3 separate regions of the Mus musculus genome follow, and regions 2 and 3 are each linked to region 1. The links are chromatin contacts, called in public promoter capture Hi-C maps. All regions are on one chromosome and are shown on one strand. The core of a region is the stretch at or near the end of the contact, and the rest is flanking DNA. Distances in the headings are between cores, read along the strand shown. Region 1 holds the start of Zfp101 (zinc finger protein 101). Region 2 holds the start of Tapbp (TAP binding protein). Region 3 holds the start of Cyp4f16 (cytochrome P450, family 4, subfamily f, polypeptide 16).

What was found. Promoter capture Hi-C pulls out the DNA fragments that hold promoters and counts their contacts.
Region 2: a contact with region 1 is called in a promoter capture Hi-C map of liver, with 2.3 times the contacts expected there. The contact joins the promoter of Tapbp here to the promoter of Zfp101 in region 1. A contact is called at or near these places in 4 of 39 promoter capture datasets (3T3-L1-derived adipocytes, cranial neural crest, liver and 1 more) and 2 of 115 datasets of contacts at active chromatin or transcription factors (both in embryonic stem cells).
Region 3: a promoter capture Hi-C map of hippocampal neurons shows a contact between it and region 1, with 5 times the contacts expected there. The contact joins the promoter of Cyp4f16 here to the promoter of Zfp101 in region 1. A contact is called at or near these places in 11 of 39 promoter capture datasets (the 3T3-L1 cell line, the HPC-7 cell line, cranial neural crest and 5 more), 1 of 484 Hi-C or Micro-C datasets (bone marrow-derived macrophages), 2 of 115 datasets of contacts at active chromatin or transcription factors (bone marrow-derived macrophages and differentiating embryonic stem cells) and 2 of 9 other capture datasets (adipose tissue and liver).

The regions. Positions count from the first base shown.
Region 1 is chr17:33,393,181-33,397,955 of GRCm38.p6, reverse strand. Zfp101 (zinc finger protein 101) reads left to right here and starts at 3,319. Exons shown (of 4, transcript NM_009542.2): 1 at 3,319-3,468. The coding sequence starts at 3,448.
Region 2 is chr17:33,918,112-33,922,856 of GRCm38.p6, reverse strand. It overlaps Tapbp (TAP binding protein), which reads right to left and starts at 3,379. Exons shown (of 8, transcript NM_009318.2): 1 at 3,133-3,379; 2 at 2,807-2,986; 3 at 2,348-2,608. The coding sequence starts at 3,169. Zbtb22 (zinc finger and BTB domain containing 22) reads right to left here. Exons shown (of 2, transcript NM_020625.3): 2 at 3,532-4,745. The coding sequence ends at 4,058. Gm19412 (predicted gene, 19412) reads left to right here and starts at 2,361. Exons shown (of 2, transcript NR_168019.1): 1 at 2,361-2,787; 2 at 3,231-3,568.
Region 3 is chr17:32,533,499-32,538,053 of GRCm38.p6, reverse strand. Cyp4f16 (cytochrome P450, family 4, subfamily f, polypeptide 16) reads right to left here and starts at 1,497. Exons shown (of 13, transcript NM_024442.2): 1 at 1,399-1,497; 2 at 858-1,056. The coding sequence starts at 1,055.

The DNA.
Region 1 (4,775 bases), core at 2,070-4,569:
CACAGATAACTTGATCAGGGAAAAATAAAGAAAGAAATTAAAGACATTTTAGAACTTACTGAAAACGAAGGCACAACATACCCAAACTTATGGGTCACAATGAAAGCAGAGGAAAACTCATACCTGTAAATGTCTCCAAAAAGAAACTGGTGAGAACATACACTAGCAGCTTAACAGCTCATCTGAAAGTTCTAGAACAAAAAGAAGCAAATACACTTAAGAGGAGTAGAAGGCAGGAAATAATCAAACTCAGGGCAAAATCAACCAAGTAGGAACAAAAAGAACTATATAAAATATCAACCAAACTAGGAGCTGGTTCTTTGAGAAAATCAAAAAGTTAGATAAACACTTAGTCAGACTAACCAGATGGCACAGAGACAGTGTCAAAATTAACAAAATCAGAAATGAAATTGGAGACATAACAAGGGAAAGCTTGGAAATTCAAAAAATAATCAGATCCTACTACAAAAGTCTAAACTCAACAAAACTAAAAAACCTGGATGAAATGGATGATTTTCTAGACAGCTACCAGGCACCAAAGTTAAATCAGGATCAGATAAACCATCTAAACAGCCTCATAACCCCAAAGGAAGTAGATGCTGTCATTAAGTCTCCCAACTAAAAAGAGCCCAGGGCCAGATGGTTTTAGTGCAGAATTCTATCAGACCTGTGAAGAAAATCTAATACCAAATACTTTTCAAACTATTCCACAAAATAGAAACAGAAGGAACACTACCCAATTCTTTCTATGAAGCCACAGTTACACTGACACCTAAACCACCAAAAGACCCAACAAAGAAAGAACTACAGACCAATTTGCTTTATGAATATCAATGCAGAAATACTCAATAAAATTCTCGTAAACCGAATCCAAGAACACATCAAAAAAATCATCCACCATGATCAAGTAGGCTTCATCCCAGGGATGCAGGGATGGTTTAATATATGGAAATCCATCAATGTAATCCAATATATAAACAAACTCAAAGAAAAAAAAACACATGATATTCTTATTAGATGCATAAAAAGACTTTGGCAAAAATACAACACCCATTCATGTTAAAAGTATTGAAGAGATCAGGTATTCAAGGTGCATACCTAAATATAACAAAAGCAACATACAGCAGACCAATAGACAACATCAAATAAAATGGGGAGAAACCCATTAAAATCAGGGACTAGACAAGGGTCTCCTCTCTCTCTCTCTCTCTCTCTCTCTCTCTCTCTCTCTCTCTCTCCCTGTCTCTCTCTCTCTCTCTTTCTCTCTAATATAGTATTCAAAATTATAGCCAGAGAAATTAGACAAAAAAAGAGATCAAAGAGATACAAATGTTGGTCTCATTTACTTCTTTTCTGTGAATTTCCTTCTTGGCAAAATAGTTGACTAGCTTTTATATATTCATTGACTATTTGTACTGGTTTTGAGAAGTTTCTGATTATAACCTTCACCCAGTCACTGGTTCTCTCTCTCTCTCTCTCTCTCTCTCTCTCTCTCTCTTTCTCTCTCTCTCTTTCTCTCTCTCTCATTCAATTTATTTCAATTCAGAACATATTCTAAAGGCAGAAGTAAAATCAGTAATTTTATAAGACCTATGTGTCTTTTGTGTGATCTACTTGACTGTTAGTATTTTATAAAAGGTATCTCATGTGTGACTTCATTTCTTAACATACCTTTTCACTGTGTTTTCTGGTCATTGAATAAGAGTTTAGTTGAAATGGTTCTATCTTTTCTTTCCATTGCTTTAAACAAAAGCAACTTTGTTTAGGGAAGGATGTATTTTATCTTATGGCTTAAAGTTCATCATGAAGGGAAATTATTAGAGTTCTTGAGAGTAACAAAGCTTACAGAATGAATCTTTCTATATGTATAGAAAAGGGGTTTACTGGAAAGACTCACAGGCTGCGGTCTAGCTAATCCAACAATGGTTGGCTGTGGATGGAAAGCCCAAGAATCCTGTAGTTTCTCAGACCACGAGGCTAAATGTCTCAGCTGGTCTTCAGCTTATGCTGGAATCCCTAAAAAGTAAGGTTCTGATGCCAGTGAAGGAATGGACATGCTAGCAAGGCTAGGGCAAGCAGGCAGGAGCAGAAGCTTCCTCGTCCAGCTCTAGCAAAGCCTGTAGCCTAGATTAGAGCTGATTCAAGGTTTGGTTCAAAGGCCTGGGACTCCCTACCTCAAAGGTCCAGACCTGAAGCAGAATCACCGACTCCAAAGCAAGCAAAAAGTTCTCACAGGTATGTCCTCCATTCCCAGATTTGATTTCATGACTAACAGAGTCAAGTTGACAACCAGAAAAATAATCATCACAGGACTCAAGAAGAAATTTGGAGGTGGGAACTGAAGTAGAGGTCATGGGGAAATACTGCATGTTCACTCTCCCTTTTTATACAGCCTAGGCCTATCTACCTAAGTATGCATTAATACAGTAGATTGGAAACCCCCCCCCCCCCACACACACACATCATTCTTTAATCCAAAAATATTCTACAGTCTTGCCTATAGCCAATCTAATGGAGGCATTTCTAAGTTGAGTTCCCTTCTCTCAGATGACCCCCACTAACATCAAGTCGACAAAAGGCCAACCAGTACCGGAGCGAAAGCCTCTTCTTTGCTTACAAGTTTTTTTCTATTTACATTATTAATTCATATATGTTGCTTTCTGCTCTTGGCTTGGTTTATAGTAATAATGTTCAATACCCAGAAGTAGTCCAAGTAAAGCCTGTAAGAAGAGACATTTGCAAAAGCATATGTCTTTATCAAACGTGTTTTAAAATATTATTTCTTCAGACAAAGCTTTAACATATTTGTACAGGTTTCTTTCAAACCTGGGGCTCAATCAACATTTTAAATCTTAACTTTCAAAAAATATAGGTGCAAAAGTCCATTTGCCTCATCTCAGATTCTTAAGTTGGCACTCATTATTGGCACTGTCCTCTCCTGACCGGGTAACCTTCTCTGTTTGGGGTCATGGGTTTTCCTTTCCCTACACTGAGTCTGGGATGTCCAGAGCCAATCTGTAGCGCTATTTTATGTGAAACAGTAGAAGCCCACTGAGTACACGACAAAGCGAGTGCGTGCACTAAAATCCCAGAAGGCGTCGTGCTTAAATGCAAGGATCCCACATATTTACTCCAAACGGAACGTCTGGGTTAAGATTGGGTGTTGCTCTATCTTTTTTTTTTTTTTTTTTTTCCCCATTTGCGTCAAGTATGGGAGAGGTTGTTGATCCTGCTACTCACGAATAAGAAGGCGGGTCCAGCATCTTTCGCCAATCAGAGCCGCTGTTACTTCCTTGCTGGAACTGTCAAATGAGGAACACGGATGTTCTGAAGTTTCTGCCCCTGGCTCCATTTTTGAATCCCGTGTAGCTTTTGTGAGGTGTTGTGACAGCTGGTTTCAGTCAGTGCCACCTATTTTGTCGGCAGGCTCTTCCGAAGGACCCCCGCATGCGTCCGAAGCTGGAAATGGTGAGTACACGGTTGCTCCCGGAGTCGTGGGCCGCGGCTTTGACGTAGCCTGGCGCAGCTTGGCACCGCCGACCCGACGTTCCTCTGGCGCTGTGCTGCAGTTCGAGGTGGAGCTTGGCACCGGCGGAGCCAGGAGTCGGAGGCTCCTCCTGCCCTGTCGCTGTAAAACTGCTTTATCCCAGTCCCTTGGCTATCATGGGGAATGAGCTCGGTGGTCCTGCACCCTGCAGACTTTGCAGCGCTCACGGGTTGGTGATGCGGTCTGGTCAGTGTAGTGAAAGGACGTGGGTGTTGAGCGTTACTGCTGGTCTGACCTTGCACTTGCGTTTGGCCTGCTTTATTGTTTTCTGAGGTCTCCTTGATTTTGTATTAGTTTTGCTCTAGGCTGCTTCTCCAAAGAGAAGGAATATGTAATGTGCTTTTGGTGGCAGTGGTGCTGGTGAGTTTTTGATTGGTTGATTTCTTTGTTTTTCAGACAGGGTTTCTCAGTAGCCCTGGCTACCCTGGAACTCACTTGGTAGACCAGGCTGGCTTCGAACTCAGAGATTCTCCTGCCTCTGCCTGTAATGTGTGTTTGTTTGTCTTCTTTCCTTTCTTGGAACTCATTACGTAGACCAGGCCTACCTTGAACTCAAGAGATCTGCCTGCTTCTGCTTCCTGAGAACTGCAGTTTAGATGCGAGCACCATCATGCCCTACAAGGTGGGCTCCTTAATTAGTATTTACCAAGATTACAGTCCTCTAGAAAAATATTAACATCTTCGGTTGTTTCCTTTGCCCTTATGTAAATCGTTTTTCTAGACAGTGTAATTTGCGACTAGGGAAAGTGTGGACAGGGGCCATCTGGGAGAAAAACATACGTGTCTTCTATCTTCTGGATGAGGTATTTTTTTGAGAGTTGGTTTGAGTGCACAAAACATTTCAAATTTTATTAGTGTTGTTCATGTGTGGTGAGCCAATCTTTGGGCTCCCGTGCCATAGTATATACTGTGCAGGTCAAAGGACTCCCTTGTGGGGTTGGAGTTGGTTCTCCTGTCCATTCCCTGGGTTCAGGGATCAAACACAGGTCACAACGCATGCTTGACGACTGCTTTTGCCTGTTGACTCATTTCTTCGGCTTCATTTATTTTTACTTTTACTTTTATTTTAAAACCGGGTTTCATAGATCCCTGGCTATCATGAAACTCCATATGTAGATGACCTTGAACTTGGGATCCTCCTGCCTTCAGGTTTTAGGATTTCAAGGCATGAGCCAGCACACTTGCTTTGATGTGGTGCTGGTGCTGGGACCGAGGGTGGGGGTGGGGG
Region 2 (4,745 bases), core at 2,130-4,629, 520 kb before region 1:
TGATTCTGGTTATGAAGCTCCACGGCCCGTTGTGTGTCCAGCACAAGCAAGGCCTGGCTCTGGGACCTCAGACATTCCAACAAGGAGACTAACCGGGGCTGGAGAGATGGCTAAGTGGTTAAGAGTACTGAGTGCTCTTCCAGAGATCCTGAGTTCAAATCCCAGCAACCACATGGTGGCTCACAACCATCTGTAATGGGATCCGCTGCCCTCATCTGGTGTGTCTGAAGATAGCAACAGTGTACTCATATAAATAAATAAATAAATAAATAAATAAATAAATAAATAAAATAAAAAGGGAGACTAACCAAGATGATTTCCTACCCTAGTGTTCTGTGAAAACATAGCCATCCAGGTGAGGCTGCCTAAGCCTGCTGCAGCAGCTTCTGCAAGGTGAGCGAGGAAAGTCCTCAACTGACCTGCCTGGGCTGCACAGGAAGGGCAAGGGAACCTGCTTAGGAGCTGACCCTGTGTCTCAACCAAAGGCTGAAGGAAGCTGGGGCTGAGGTTTGCTGGCAGAGAGCTTCCCTGACGCTGTCAGTGCCCTGGGAGCAGGAGGGGGAAGGTGACAGCAACAAATAAACCACTTTCATTATTTTCTCTCTTTTTAGAAGATTTTAAATGGTTTCTTTTAGGTGCACTGGTGTTTTGCCTGTGTGTATGTCTGTGAGAGTGCCAGCTCCCCTGAGACTGGAGTTACAGCGGTGAGCTGTCATGTAGGTGCTGTGAAGTGAACCCAGACCCTCTGGGTGATCAGCCAGTCCTCTTAACTGATGTGCCATCTACCCAACCCCCACCCCCACCCCCATTTTCATGATTTTCATATCAAGCAGAAGTGACCTGAAAGTGATCTGATGGGGAAGACAGGCCATAGTAACTTGATTTTACCCCAAGTCTATGCGAAGTAGTCTTCTGAGAGTCAGCTCTGGTCCAGAGCACTCTAGGACTCAGATAAGGGCCTAGAGAGGCTACTCAGCACTTTAAACCACAGACTGCACTTCTGAGGACCCAAGGTCGGTTCCCACGCCACATGGCTCACAACCAGCCGTAACCCAGCCCCAGAGGATCCAACAAGCTCTTTTGGATTCCCTGGGCAGCTGCACTCACACGCATATACCCATACACACACACACACACACATACAAAACTAACTCTGCAAATAACTAATACAGTCACTGAGGCACACACACCTGCCCTGCAGAAGCCACATGGGATTATCTTTGACAGATCTGAGAAGCACGGTGAGTCGACATCTGATCACCCGTCACTGAGCACGCAGGGCCACCCCATACACTGTGATTCCCAAGCCCAAGCTTTCAGTAGGTTCTTTGCTAGTTATCTGGAGGTCGATCTGGGGACCTCAGGGTCCTAACTTTTTCTTGGTGCTAATAACATTTATTGGACCAGCACATAGCTGCACAGGGCCTTGCTTCAATGCCACAAATAAAAGTAGCTGGCAAAATAGATCCTACTTCTTACAGTTGGAAAAAAACGACCCATAGGGCAAAAGGTAGCCAACACCATCCCACATGAAGACCAGCAGTGTGAGGGCAGGTGGTTTCAAGAGAACTACTGTCCCCACAAAGGGCCTGCACAGGGTGGAGCTAAGAGTAGAGGTGCCAGTGGAGTTTCAGACTGTCCCCATTTGGAGACTTCAAATGATGAAGGCAAAGGACTGAGTTCGGTGAGAATATTTGCATAAAAGCACCAGAAATGGGGAAAGCCAATGACGATTCTATCTACCTGTTAGGTGGTGTCCAGAGAGAAAAGCAAACATTCAGGACATTCAAGACAGATCTACCCCATAGAGTGCCCCTTCCCCTGTCCAGCACAGCAAAGTGGTGGGTGGATCTCTGGGAACTCAAGCGGCAGAACCGCACCTGTGCACAAGCCACCGTTCTGCCCACTAGAGGCCACTGTTGAGGCACTAAAGACCGTGGCCGAGAGCCTTGGCAAGAGGTTCCTTGCTGGGCTGACTGTCCCTAGTCTCTAGTGCGCTTTGAAGAGACTCAAAGTGTGATTTTTGAAACCTAGGATGGGTGCAGAAAAAATTTGGGTTTCGGGACGCCTAACCTTATGAGTTTCTCAAACTCTGGGATCTGGAAACCGACACCATGACCGCCTCTGCAAAGTCCCGCCCCCAAACCACAGTAGGTTTCAATTTTACTCTCAGCCTACAATGAAGGGTGAAGATAAAATCTAACCAACTCCCTTCCCTTAACAAAAGAATATATACTGATCCCCAGTTGAAGAAATGACCCATTCAAACCTCTTGGCGAGTCGCCGAACTGGCCCATCTAGATCCTTAAAAACTACCCATCCATCTCGCGCGCCTCTCGGCGGCTACCTGTTGCCATGGTGATGACGACAGGCTCCCGCAGAGGCTCCGGCTGTGGTCGCAGCAGGCTGGAGAGGCTGAAGAGAGTGCTGGATACGCTGACCAGCAGCCAATCCCCGTCCAGGGCCCGCGGGCAGTTCTGCTCCGGACTCAGACTTCTAGCCCACTTCGCCGAGGCAGGGAACGGGATGAAGCGGCTCATCTCGCAGTGTGGGGCGGAGGCGCCTGCGGGGTACCGCCTGAAGGCGGCCAGGAGCATTCCCGCCGGGTCTGCAGAACCGAAAAGGGTGTAACGGTAGCCCGGACTGGAAATGTGCTGACTACACACAGGCCGGAAGGCACAAACTAGCAAAGTAGTGAACGACTTAGAGAGCATCCAAACGTATTTACAAAAGGGAAAACTGAGGCCCAGCGTCCCTGCGTGAGCTAAGAGGAGGCGACAGATGCAGGTAAGTCCCGAAGACTCACCATCCACCTTGAAGTATAGCTTTGGGTCAAGATCTGGCCGGGGCGGCGGTCCCCTGGGTCCATGGCGCAGTAGCAGTGTGGCAGGTTTCTTAGACAGGCCACCCCCACCTGCATCCTCCACGAACCAGCACTCGATCGCCTCTGGTCCAGCCGAGACGACGGAGACGACGGTCGCTAGGCCTGGGGAGAGGGGCTCCGGTGACCAGAGGGCCATAGGATGTCCGGCGACCGGCGACCGGCCCGCCCCTTCAGACCCGCCATGGGACCTCCTCCCTCTCCTTCCCAGTGTGTCTATTCCTAAACAAGAAGAAATGGGGTCTGCTCACCCAGTGCCACAGCGACGAGCAGGAGCAGAGGCTTCATGGTGCTACGATCTCTCCTACCAAGTCTTTTCTTCCCCTTTCACTTTCATTTTCCTTCTAAGGCTGGGGTGAGGAACTGGAAATTCCCCGATCTGGTCAGGTGAGGGCGTGACTGCGCGTTGGAGGAACGCCGCCCACAGGGGCCAAACAGAGTTGCCGAAACCCTGTCTGTAGCTCTCCAGCCACTCCTCGCCCTGCACCCACCCCCTTGGCTCACCGGACTGCGCCAACTTTGAGCCCTTTATCAGCCTAGACTCCGCCCTCCTGCTGTGCCCTCTCCGCGCCACCTCCCTTAAAACCACACTCCCGCGTTCCCAGACCTGTGCCAGGTCCCAGCAAACAGAGGGGTGTTGGGAAGCCAAGTGAAGTGACCAATAAATATTTTAATCACCGTTAAAAATTAAGACCTATACTACGCGGCTCCCACCTTGTGTCCACCCACTTTCATGACAACCCAATTTGGGATCCCCATGGCAAGGGTGGGGTAGTACAGAAATAAGGGGCGTATCCTTCAAGAGGAGAAAGGACAATCGTTAAGACTCAAAGGCCTTGTCCCACAACACAAACACAGACTTCAGGCACAAACTAGCACAACCTGACTGTTGGCTCTGTGACTCTAGGATGCTCAAAAGGTCCCTTTTCCATTCCCCCACCTTGTTGGCACTACTCCGTGAAGGTGGGGCTCTGGTGTGCTCAGGGGAAAAGCAAAAACACAGCTTAGTTCCAGAGATCTCGAGGAAGGGGCTGAGGAATGGAACGGGCTGGCGACGGTGCAACCCACGCCCTTCTCTAGAATATATACAAGTCCACCGAGGTAAGGGAAGACTGTTTGGTGGGGGAAACCCCGGGAGCCATTGCTCTTAGACTAAGCTCCCCAATTGCCTGCTCTTCAGTGTGCTGCACCTCCACCCCCACTGAAATCCATCTCCACTTTGTGCACGCTGGGTGGGGACCAGACACGCCTATGGGACGGGGGCGTGGCCGAATTTGCCTCATCGCCACTGCCCCCACCCACTGTGGAAGACTCCCTCTTGGGTTGCAATGCTGGCCCAGAAGGTGTCCCGGGTCCAGGTCCAGGACCCGGTCCAGATCCGACCCCACCCACACCCATCCGGTGCCGACGCTCACAGTGTCCCCGGTGACGCATGAAACTGTCCCGCCACATGAACTTCTTGGCGCAGACACTGCATTCGTACGGCTTGAGGCCCGTGTGTGTCTTCATGTGCTCGGTCAGGTGGTGTTTCATCTTGAACTTTTTGTTGCACACGGGGCAGTCAAAGGGTCGCAGGTTGAGATGCATATTCACGTGCCGGTCCCGCATGCTCTTATGTGAGAAAGCCTTCCCACAGTGGCACAGAAAGATCTTATTCCCGTCGCTGTTGCCTGTCCCTCCAGGAGCCCCACCAGAGCCACTTGGTATGCCCAGCCCCACCGCAGAGGTGCCCCCGAGGGTCACTGCCCCGTGCTCAGCTGTGTTCCCTGGTGGCTGGCCTGGAGCCTGTGAAGAGGAGGATGGGAAAACCAAGATCTGGTTGCCCGGCACATCCAATGGAAGGAGGGGTCGTGGAGGGTGGGTG
Region 3 (4,555 bases), core at 248-2,747, 860 kb after region 1:
GTTGAGAGAAGCAGTACTTGAATGTATGGCATTGGTGATGATATCTCTATTATGAGTGATCTAATCCCAAGATGTGGTTCTGCAACATGGAGCAGCATGGAGCAAGGGGACCTGGTGACCAGGGAAGGGTACTGAGTAGGAAGTGTAGTCATTATGATGAGACCAGAGAGAAAATGGTCATGCTGTGATGTGCCTTTGGAATAAAGTCATTGCTTAGCATGCACAAACCCTAAGCACTTCAGATAATCACTACCAATGTTAAAAAGTGTTCATCCTTGACCTACATTGCATAATGGAGCCCACTAATGCATCTTCAGGACAGAGGGCAAAATGAGGAAGGACAGTGGCCAAGAAGTGGAAGGGAAAAAAACTACAATCTCTCTTCTGCACCCAAACAGTAGGTGGAGGTAAGAAATCGCAGCTGAATCCTACAGGGCAAATAGCAACCCAGAGAGATACAGTCACTGATCTGAAACCAAGAGAGATGAGCCAGGCAGGAGGCAAGACCTTGGACATACTGAAGGAAGATCTCAAATCCAGCAGTGAAACAGAATATACCAGGGATGCCACTACTCTGTGCTATTCGCCATGGGATCCACTGACTATGACACATATCCAGGAACTTGAGGAATCCTCAGTCCTGCTGAGAGTATGGCCCACAGTAGGCTGGTGCCAGGTAAGAGAGAAAGGCTGATGAGCACAACTTGGAAAGAAAGATAAATGAATGTGGGGTTGTGATGAGAATAGGGGCCCAAATAACTTTCTTTGCTTCTCCCTGCTACAGGCTCCAGACCTTTCCTGATGCCTAGGGAACACATACACCCCGGTACCCCCAGCCTATCTGCCGCCATACTCACCATGCCCAAGTGACCTGAAAACCAGTTTTTTTTAGGAGGCTGAGGGAAACAACTGAGGCGGGAGCAGTTCTCATAGAATGAGTAAGTCCAGGCAAGGATTCTGGCCAAAATCCAGGAAGCCACTCCAAGCAGCAGAAGATGCCATGACGAGGTCACCACAGAGCCCAGGTCCAGCCCAGACACACTTAGCCGCAGCATCCTGCTGAGCAGACAGACACAGGAGGAGATTCTGAGGTTTGGAAGAGGAACCTGGAAAACTTCAGAATTTTGAGCATGGGCAGAAACTGGAGAGTAGAGCAGGGAGTAGAGCAGGGAAGGGGATGGAGATACAGGAAGAGACAGAATGAGAGAGAGAGAAGGAGGCAGGGAACACACAGACAAGAGCTGTTGAAGTCTGGGATGGCTCTGCCTGAAGCACAAACGGTTATCCAGGAACCCAGGCTCACTTGTGCCAATTGTCTCCATGGAGCCACCCCAACACTGATAAACTCATCCTGATCAGAGTCAGGACCCTGTCTTGCCTCAGAGCCCAAGTCGGTACCTTATCTCAGGAGCTGCTGGTCCTCTAAGACCTTCTCCCCAGTCCTGTGAAAAGCATTTATCCCCTGCTTCCTAACTTCAGGAAGCTGTGTGGGAGGCTGGGTTAGGCTGGACTGAACCAATCAAATCCCTCCCAGGCTCAGCCACTTCCTCCCTGCCTGGGCATCAGGCCAAAACAAGTTGGGCGGGGCCAGACTGGAGTGGAGGGGAAAGACTCAGGGCAACACACACAGGCAGGTTGCATTTAGGATGCAGCACCTCTGAGTCAAGGGCAAAGGTGACTCTGGGCCCTTCCAAGGGCAACAGTCTGCTGATAAAAGCGTGAAGGAGGAAGTACAGGTGCCAGGATGGTGTTCAGGATGTTCCCTGAGCATCTCCCAGGGATCTCTGCACATCTCACTGGTGGGAGTGCAGCATGCAGAATTCCTCACTGCAGAACTGCAGAACTGCAGACCTGTCTCTGGAATGCCTCTGCTCACCGACTACAGTCTTGCAGCATTCAGTCCTCTCCCTTAGCAGCCCAGCCCCTGGATAGAAACAATTCCAAACTAGACCAGAGAATCCAGCCATGGTCAGACTGAAGAGATAGATGTCCTGGCTGGGAAAATACACCTGGCAACTAAAGGGTCAGAGTTCAGCGGGTTTGTGAGGATGAAAGGAGTCAGACTGAAGTGCTATGAGCACAGGGGTACAGGCAAGAATGAACAAGCCTGCAATGGCTTGTCTTCCCAGGATCAAATGGCGACTTGACCTTAACAGGAGTGTATGCTGTTCAGAAACCCTAGATCGGCAAGTCATGGACTTAGCAATCACTGAACCCTCCCATGGCCATGCTCCCCATTATTAGACAAGTAAAAGGAGCCAACATCACACCAAAGCGCGGACATAAAGAACAATGGGTGGACCAGCTCAAAGGTTGGCAGATAAAAGCAATCTCAAAGTCCTGAAACAGAGTTAAGGGTACTTGATTGGTGGTTGATAGAGCAAGATAAGGGCAGAGGTCAGTGGAGAAGTCCAGACTCGCCAACTCAGGGCTCCCCAAACAAGAAATGAGGGACTATGGAGGCTAGGGGTCCCTAATAGATCAAAATTAAGCAACCTCAAGACTTCCTCCCCAGGGGATTTTTCACAAGGTGTTGTTTCCCTTTCCTCTAGTAAATTTTTCAACTTCACAGGTACTTTTTAAGCATAGGCAAAGTCTACAATTTCACAACTACTTATGACACTGAATTCTAGGGTAATGAACGTCTAAAGGAAACACACAACATTTCTAAAAGAGTCCACACTGGAGAAGACACAAGGAAAGACTGTATGGAACAGAGCAGTATAAGGCCCCCACTTGTCACAGTTGAAGCCATAGCTGTTTCGCTTGACTTAGCATTCTTATTTTTTCTTTTATTTATTTGATTTATGTATAGAGATGTTTTGTCTGCATGTATGTGTCTGCACCACACACAAGCTTGATTCCAGAAGCTTTGCAAAGAAAAGAGTGTGAGATCCCCTGGGAGTAGAACTGCAGAAAGTTCCGAGCCACCACGTAGGTAGTACAAATTGAACCTTGCTCCTAAGGAACAGAAGCCAGTGCTCTTAACCACTAAGCCATCTCTTCAGGCCTGAATGGCTCTTCTTCAAAGAATATGTTCTCCCTTCCTTCCTCGCTCTGGTTAAACTCTGGATTACTCCTTCTACTCCTGTGCCCCAACCAAACCCTCCTCTATCAGGAGGACCGGAACTCAGACTGCTGGAGTCGAGGACAGAGGAAGCGAATTACCTCCTCAGGACACTGAATACTGAAAGGACCTGAGAGCAAACCTTGACTGCAACAGTCATGAACGAACTCTGACCTAAAAACTCAGCTACGGTGTCTGTCTAAAGTCTTACCAGGTGTCTAGGGCCTTAGACTTTGGTGTTGCCAACCCCATAATAACAGATACCGGTTCCAAAAATAAACCTGCTGAGCTATAAATAAACCAAGGGTTACACCTATAATCAGGCCATTTGGGAGGTGGATGCAAGAGGAATAAAACTCAAGGTCAACCTCGGCTACATATCATAAGATAAATGCAGGATATACGTCATGTCTTCAGATGAATATTCCTAGACCCTGATAAGATAGTCACAATGGTCACTCATCACTGCCATCTTTCTGGGTCTACAACTTCCGTGGAAGATGATTTCTGGGAGTCTCTATACGAGTCTGTCAAAAAGGCTGAACTTAGAGCAAAGACCCACTCTAAATGTGGCCAACTTCATCCCAGGACTATGTTTCCCAGCTACTGACAGGTGGTGTTTCCACACAGTACACAAGAGATTCTCTCTACAGCTTTTTTCATGTAAGATGACAAACCACGTGTTTTCACTTCTGTAAACAAGGTCAGTTGTCCCAGTTGCACAGGATGTGCTTGATCGCATGCGGTCAGGGCATCAGGAAGTAGGCCAGAATAATTGCCTCTGGTTCCAAGAAGGGAAGAAGTGTGTAGCTTTGAGAGTTTTCCCCTATCAGCCCTTGGCTAATGTAATTTAGCACCATATTCTGTGCCTGACGTTTAGGTATGAACGTGGCCAGTATCCATGGTCTCTTAATAAAGTCTCTGTGACGCAGAAACTACTGTTTTCTTTGGAAAGTAGGGAAGTCAAATGAGGTTTTGCTGGGGCACACAGGTAAAAGGATGTTTTGCTGAAGCAGACATGCGAAAGAACACTTAATGTTTAGAAGACATATAAATGTGATTCCAGAGCGTTGGTTCGCACTGCTCTGTCTCTCTGTTCTTTACTGATGCCATGCATGTGCTGGCTGGCTTTACATTGTGTTGTTGACCTGCACTGCTGGTGACTTGATGGAGATGAACTCGCCAAAGAACTCATGAGGTTCCTGCTGCTTCCACAGTGGATGCAGACTGGTTGGTGAGGCCTTTGGTTTCTTCTAGATTGAACTGCCCTTGCTGATTCAAGTGTGGTGCCTACCAAGCAGACTGGACTTAAGCTACTGATTCCGGGATGGTGTCTGCCAAGTAGACTCATCCACAGGTGCTGATTCACGTTTGGTGTTTGCTATTTACTGGATAGAAAACAACAAAGAATGGAATCGTCCCAATTATTATTTCCTTTTTTTTTTTTTTTTTTTTTTTTTTTTGGTTTGGTTTGGTTTTTAAGACAGG